Regions from separate parts of the Sus scrofa genome. Here region 2 is linked to region 1. Evidence: chromatin contacts called from public Hi-C data. All regions are on one chromosome and are shown on one strand. The core of a region is the stretch at or near the end of the contact, and the rest is flanking DNA. Distances in the headings are between cores, read along the strand shown. Region 1 overlaps LAMC1 (laminin subunit gamma 1). Region 2 overlaps LAMC2 (laminin subunit gamma-2).

What was found. A called contact is a pair of places that touch in the nucleus more often than the background predicts.
Region 2: a Hi-C map of skeletal muscle shows a contact between it and region 1, with 3 times the contacts expected there. The contact joins two enhancer-like sites. A contact is called at or near these places in 9 of 47 Hi-C or Micro-C datasets (embryonic fibroblasts, fibroblasts, heart right ventricle and 4 more) and 1 of 2 datasets of contacts at active chromatin or transcription factors (skeletal muscle).

The regions. Positions count from the first base shown.
Region 1 is chr9:124,399,582-124,402,635 of Sscrofa11.1, reverse strand. LAMC1 (laminin subunit gamma 1) reads right to left here. Exons shown (of 29, transcript NM_001271715.1): 28 at 1,530-1,629. Among named protein-coding and RNA genes, the nearest start is that of LAMC2, 26 kb to the left of the region's middle. Within about 2 kb of position 1,310, at least 10 of the 83 cell types and tissues checked have an H3K27ac peak or open chromatin away from gene starts, as enhancers often do. A contact at or near this core is called in skeletal muscle, where this site is marked.
Region 2 is chr9:124,482,667-124,485,879 of Sscrofa11.1, reverse strand. LAMC2 (laminin subunit gamma-2) reads right to left here. Exons shown (of 26, transcript XM_021063802.1): 20 at 2,956-3,100; 21 at 1,815-1,964; 22 at 1,183-1,297. Among named protein-coding and RNA genes, the nearest start is that of LAMC2, 57 kb to the right of the region's middle. Within about 2 kb of position 1,644, at least 4 of the 83 cell types and tissues checked have an H3K27ac peak or open chromatin away from gene starts, as enhancers often do. A contact at or near this core is called in skeletal muscle, where this site is marked.

The sequences.
Region 1 (3,054 bases), core at 61-2,560:
ATTTCTTGGGCCGCTCCTGCGGCATATGGAGGTTCCCAGGCCAAGGGTTGAATCGGAACTGTAGCCACTGGCCTACGCCAGAGCCACAGCAACCCGGGATCCGAGCCGCATCTGCAACCTACACCACAGCTCACGGCAACGCCGGATTGTCAACCCACTGAGCAAGGGCAGGGACCGAACCCGCAACCTCATGGTTCCTAAGTCGGATTCGTTAACCACTGCGCCACGACGGGAACTCCGAAATATTTTCTAAATAGGGAGCTACCATGCTCCGGACCTGAAGCCTCTCTTGTGGTCTTGAAGAGCATCGAATAACACTTCATACCTTTCTCATGTTTGCATGAACATGTTTCTACAGTCATTGTGTCTTTTCAGTGCCCTCTGATGAACACAAAAATCTTAAAGCTAGAGCCCTCAGCTCTTAGATCCCAGGGAAGCTGGGTTGTTTGGGGAGTCATGGCCTGCTTCCATGAGCCCTCCTATGGAGCACAGCCAGGGTCGAAAGGCTGAAATAATTTCAGCAAAGCTTCGCTTTAAAATCGGCTCAAAAAAGAGGTTCTTTTGAGAAGAACTGTTTCTGTGTTAAACGAAAGCACACAGCCAGCTGCACAATGACCAACACTTCATGGAAACTGTACTCGATGAAATTCTCACAAGCCCGTTTTACACGAATGAGTCTCAGATGTTAGATCATTTACCCAAATGTGCATGGCTTCCAAGCAACAAAGGTTCCAACGTGAGCCTAACTAAAATCCAGCTTTTTCTGCCACAAAAAGCTGCCTCTTCTAGCTTACTTTCATTTTAAAATCCATCTGCTGGCACATAATTTATTATTCTTGATAACTGAGAGAGATAAAAATATCACATACCCCTCTAACCCCCCCTTCCCCCCACCCTAGCCCCAAAACAAAACACTGACCAAAACCAAACTTTAAAGGGTAGCACGTGAAAAAAGAATGCCTCTTTACAATGCTGGACTGGCTAGAGTAGTACCACTTTATAATGCAGGCTGGTGACAAAAGTACACTGGCCCTATAATGAGGCCTGCTCTCGATCAAATTAGATTAAAGGGATATGCTTATAGTTTCTTCAAAAAGAAAGCCTTTTCTCTCTTTTGGTATCAAAACTGTCACCTCATCAGATTATCCTTTAACCAACTGTCCTTTAAAGTGTGCTTTTATTCTATCATTGAAATCCTTCACTTTAAATCCTTCAAAGACACTCTGCCAGCAGGATGAACTAAGAATAATCACTGCTCAACTGTATCATAAACCCTGACCATAAATGAGCCACCTCAGCTGGCAGCATATCTTCAAAACTTTATTCAGTTCTTGGACCACGTTCAGATTCCAAGGCCGAAGTCCACGGAAGGACCTAGTAAGTACTTGGTGAATTAACACAACTTAAAGTCATGATTCAGTTCATACAATCTTCACACTTTAGTATCTACTTTTGAGTCAATGATCTCAGATCCTAAGAACAATACAAAGGAGTCTGAGACTGCCCACAAAGACTCTGTGGTTACTTACCCAGCTGCTCCAAGAGGTCATTAATAAGGTTGAGGAGGTTGGTAACAGAGTTTTTGGCCTTTCTGGCATTGATCTCGGCTTCCTGAGCAGCCTGTGAAGCCTGTACAGAGAAAACAGATAATTGCTCAAGGTAGTCTCGATGGTACGTTTTCATCTCTTTGAAATGTTTTTTTCCCAATGAGTCAACAGATCTAATTTTCAGATGGTCTCTCCGCTTCTAATTCATGAAACTTCATGAAACTGTTCTCTCCCACTGTTAGGATTAAAAACAAAAAACAAAAAACAAAAAACCTATCTTCATGTTGAGGATGTTATTTTTAATTCACGTGAGAGTCATAAAGAAGCAGTCAGTTTGCCTACAGTGACTCTATTTGTATTTCAAAGATCAACTTTAGCTCCTTTTTTCACTCAAGAATACATGGAGGTGTAGTCCTAATAAAACCCATCAAGCAGAAGCAAGTTACTTTTAAAAGAAGAATATAAAACTACACTTCAGAAGCAAAACATGGACACTCCAAGGACAGTCCTAGGGACTTGATTATTAGAAATGTCCTATTCTCAGAAAATTTTCATAATTAAGTGACCTTCTTCTAAAACTCCCTCTCCCCCTGCAACCGTACAATCTCTCGCTGTCTTTCACACACACACACACAAATTGGGGCAATACAACTGACACTTAAAAAATCAACTAAAGGTAAAGATATTTGGGAAAATTCCATGAAACCTGAACAAATACACTTGGACATGAGTCACAGGAAATGGCAATGGAAGAGGAAGCATCTAAAGTATCAGAGAACAGATGCACTCACAAATAGATCTGGCCAGGATATAAAAGAGTAGCTTTGAGCTTCCTACCACAGAATTGTTTTTCCTAGGTTTTTGGGTCAAGACAATGCAAAATTTTTTGGATAGAAACAATGAGGAAATTTGAGAAATGGAACGCAAGGGGAAAAAGCGTACAAACAATTAAGCTGTGTTCAAACTGCAGCAGTTCTCACCGCGCCTTCCCAGGCTGCCGGCGGGAGTTCTAGAGAGCAGCAGAGGACTCTGCCGCAGCCTGCGAGAGCCTGGGGAGTCCGACTATGACATTGAACCTGCTGCCTTCAGCCTCCTCGACCAGGGACAACTCTAAGCCTTCACGCTCTCCGAGAAGAAAACAGGTCACAGACTCCAACAGTATTGGTACAATGTTGGCCTTTCAGGATTGATATAAGTATAAACAGGATAAGATACGTGAGGGTGCTTTGAGCACCTTAGAAGGAATGTATCAAAAGGAACAAAAGATAGCTCTTTCTATCCTGTGAATTGAATCCACACCCTTTTCTGAAGCTCATAGAGAATATATATCTTTCTCCTTCTTTCAATAGGCTTTAAACCTAATGTTTCTATAACTGTATGAAAAAAGAAAATCCAGGGATGCTCAGTACATATGAAAAATACACATTTTTACTATATGGGAGTTTCTACTCGAGCCATACCTTGCTACAGAAAACTAGGGACAATCCAAAACAAAAAGCAAAAAATG
Region 2 (3,213 bases), core at 395-2,894, 83 kb before region 1:
AAAAAAAAAAAAAAAAAAAAAGATGGGGAGTGGGGAAATGATACAAAAAAAAAAAAAAGAGTGTATACATGTGTATGTGACTGGGTCACTTGGCTATACAGAAGAAATTGGCACAACACTGTAAAGCAACTATACTTTAAATAAAAAGAAAGAAAGAAGGAAGGGAAGACAGACAGAAAGAAAAGAAAATTATCTGTATGGTAGTGGGATGCTGGATCCATGAGGGACCAGAGCAATCATTTAGTTCAAATTTCTCCCTTTTGGAGTTCCCGTCGTGGCTCAGTGGTTAACGAATCTGACTAGGAACCATGAGGCTGTGGGTTTGATCCCTGGCCTCGCTCAGGGGGTTGAGGATCCAGTGTTGCTATGAGCTGTGGTGTAGGTCACAGACACGGCTCGGATCCCACGTTGCTGTGGCTCTGGCGTAGGGTGGAGGCTATAGCTCCGATTCGACCCCTAGCCTGGGAACCTGCATATGCTGTGGGAGTGGCCCTAAAAAAGACAAAAAAAAAAAATTCTCCTTTTAAAGAGGGGAAATTGGGATCTGGATGTTAGGTTTGTCGAGGGAAGAATGCCTAAGGCCAAGTCCGAAAAGCAAGAGGGATTTATGAAGGCACCTGAATGCCCGAGATGGCATCAGCGACGACTGAGGCGGCTTTGTGCTTCTAAAGGGCTGGTAGAGAGAGGAGCGTGTTGGGACCCATGTGCAGGGGAGGGTGTGGCAGAGGAGCAGCGTCTCCTCCCCACTCATAAGTGTTGTAACTGCCCTGCCAAGGACAGGCATTGACTCGAGCAGGCACAAGAGTCACTCCTTGGTCGATCATGTCTCAGAAGTGACCTTCCATATGTCCTTATCTTGTGTTTCTCAACCCAAACAGTCACATCCCCTGTCCCCCAAGGAACCTATCACTGGAAAGGCTATGTGACTTGCCTACAGTCACACAGCTGGCTCAGCCTGGGCACGTGGCTCAGGAGAGATCAGAACTCAAGCCTCTGACATCTAGTTTGAGTCTTTCTACATCAAATATTTTTAAAATGCTTTTCTTTGGAAAGATGTTTATTAAGTGTCTATTAATATCCCAGTGTACCTGTCACTCGAGAGATTTATGAGGATTCAAAATAAACCAAAGTCATGGTCATACCTTTAAAATACTCAAGTGACCTGAACCATGAAATACTCACCTCTGAGGTTCTTTAAGATGTTCTCAACTTCATAAAAAGTGGCATTCCCCATACTTAGTGCTTCTTGGGCTCTGCTTTTAGCAAGGTTGGCCCGGGAAAGCAGCTGATCTGATTTCTGTAAACAGGCAGACAGAATAAGGTCAGCGTGAATGTAACACACACCCAGGACGTGCCCTCCTGCCAGCATCGTCACTCTGACACATTTCTCTTCACGACAAGAGAGAACTGGGATTCGAGAAGAGTCTAGGGGTGTTGTAGCAAACCCCTCCGCAACTTGGGACAAACTTTATAACCCAATACCGCCAAAGTATCCCACACAGAGGACAGTTTCAAACTCTAGTCCACTATCAGGGACAAGAATAGTTTTGCAAATTCTCATTTTAAACTCTAGATACCTCCTGAAGCCAAGCTAGCAGACAGAGCTGGACCAAAATTAGACCCAGGAGGCCTGAGTCCTATTCCTAGACTTGAGGACTGATTCAGTGGGTGGAGCTGAGCTATTACATTATGATCTTTATAAGCAGCAGCACCATAACCTTCAGAGGGTTTGTGATGGTCCTCCTTAACTGCATTAATTCACACAGTAGGCATTCAACACACGCTTGTCGAGCGAACAAATGAACGAAGGATACCTGTCTCCCATTCTTCCCATTCTGCAAGAGCTTCCGGGTTTCTTCTTCCCAGTTTCCCAGATTGCTTTGCACGTGCTCGAACTCATCCAAACGCTGAGTCACCAGGCTTGAGAGAGAATCAGCTTTTTCTTTGATCCTCTTCACTTCTACCTGCGAGCCCCCAAAAATGAATGAGCCTGACTTCCTGCTCACCAGGTGCCACACCAGCCTTCCTGGGACCTGACATCACTGTTTGAAAACTACAGTCCAGGCCCGAAGTCTAACAGAAATGAGGCAACATTCCTCACGAAAGTCAGGCAGCAAGGCCCCCAAGCATCAAAGAGATGCTGTGTCTGTTTTATTTTTTATGATTATTTTATATCTTAGTTTATATATACATGGGGACATGTTTGTCGAAATCATTGAGTGCTTTCTGCCATACGTAGAAAACTGAATCTTAATCCAATAAATCTAGCATAAGGGAATTGATGACAGATACAGTGCAAAACTTTTGAGCAAAACAGAAGCCTTCTGAGTGGCTGTACATGGAGATATACTATAGGCTAGACCCAAGTGCAAATATCACATTTTATCTAACATAGGTTTCAACAGTACCAGAACTAAGAAAGAGAAAGACACCTTTTGTCCACTAACAGGTTCAGGATGTGAACCAAAGCTTTTATCAGGGACCAAGATTGGGACTTACGGAGTTCCCGTCGTGGCTCAGTGATTAACGAATCCGACTAGGAACCAGGAGGTTGTGGGTTCCATCCCTGGCCTTGCTCAGTGGGTTAAGGCTCCGGCGTTGCCGTGAGCTGTGGTGTAGGCTGCAGACGCGGCTCGGATCCGGAGTTGCTGTGGCTCTGGCATAGGCCTGTGGCTCCAGCTCCGATTAAACCCTTAGCCTGGGAACCTCCATATGCCTCGGGAGTGGCCCAAGAAATGGCAAAAAGACAAAAAAAAAAAAAAAAAAAAAAAAAAAAGATTGGGACTTAAGAACAAGGAAATGGATAATGAAGTGGATAAATACTCTTCCTAATCTACAGCGAGAAAGGTCAATATGGAGAAAAAACTGAATGATTGAACGATACAATGGCATCCCCAGAGCAGAAAGCATAAGGTCCTTCTTCTGTACATCAGAATATAGGCTAGAGGCCCTTACCTGAAAGGACTGATGATTGACCCCTTGCAGCTGAGACGCAGAATTGAGAAGACGAAGGCTCTGCTGATAAGCCCTATCTGCTTCAAGGTCGGTTTGAGTGGCCTCCAGCAACAACTGCTGGGCCAGAGACTTGGTTTTCTCCAACCTGCAGGGGTTAAAGAAAGAGGACTTTGAGAATTCCCTCTTTTAACTAAAAGCAAAATTCCATCCCCTTAAAAGTATGTAGTCGGGATTCTCAGAAGAGCATGAGGGTCTCTC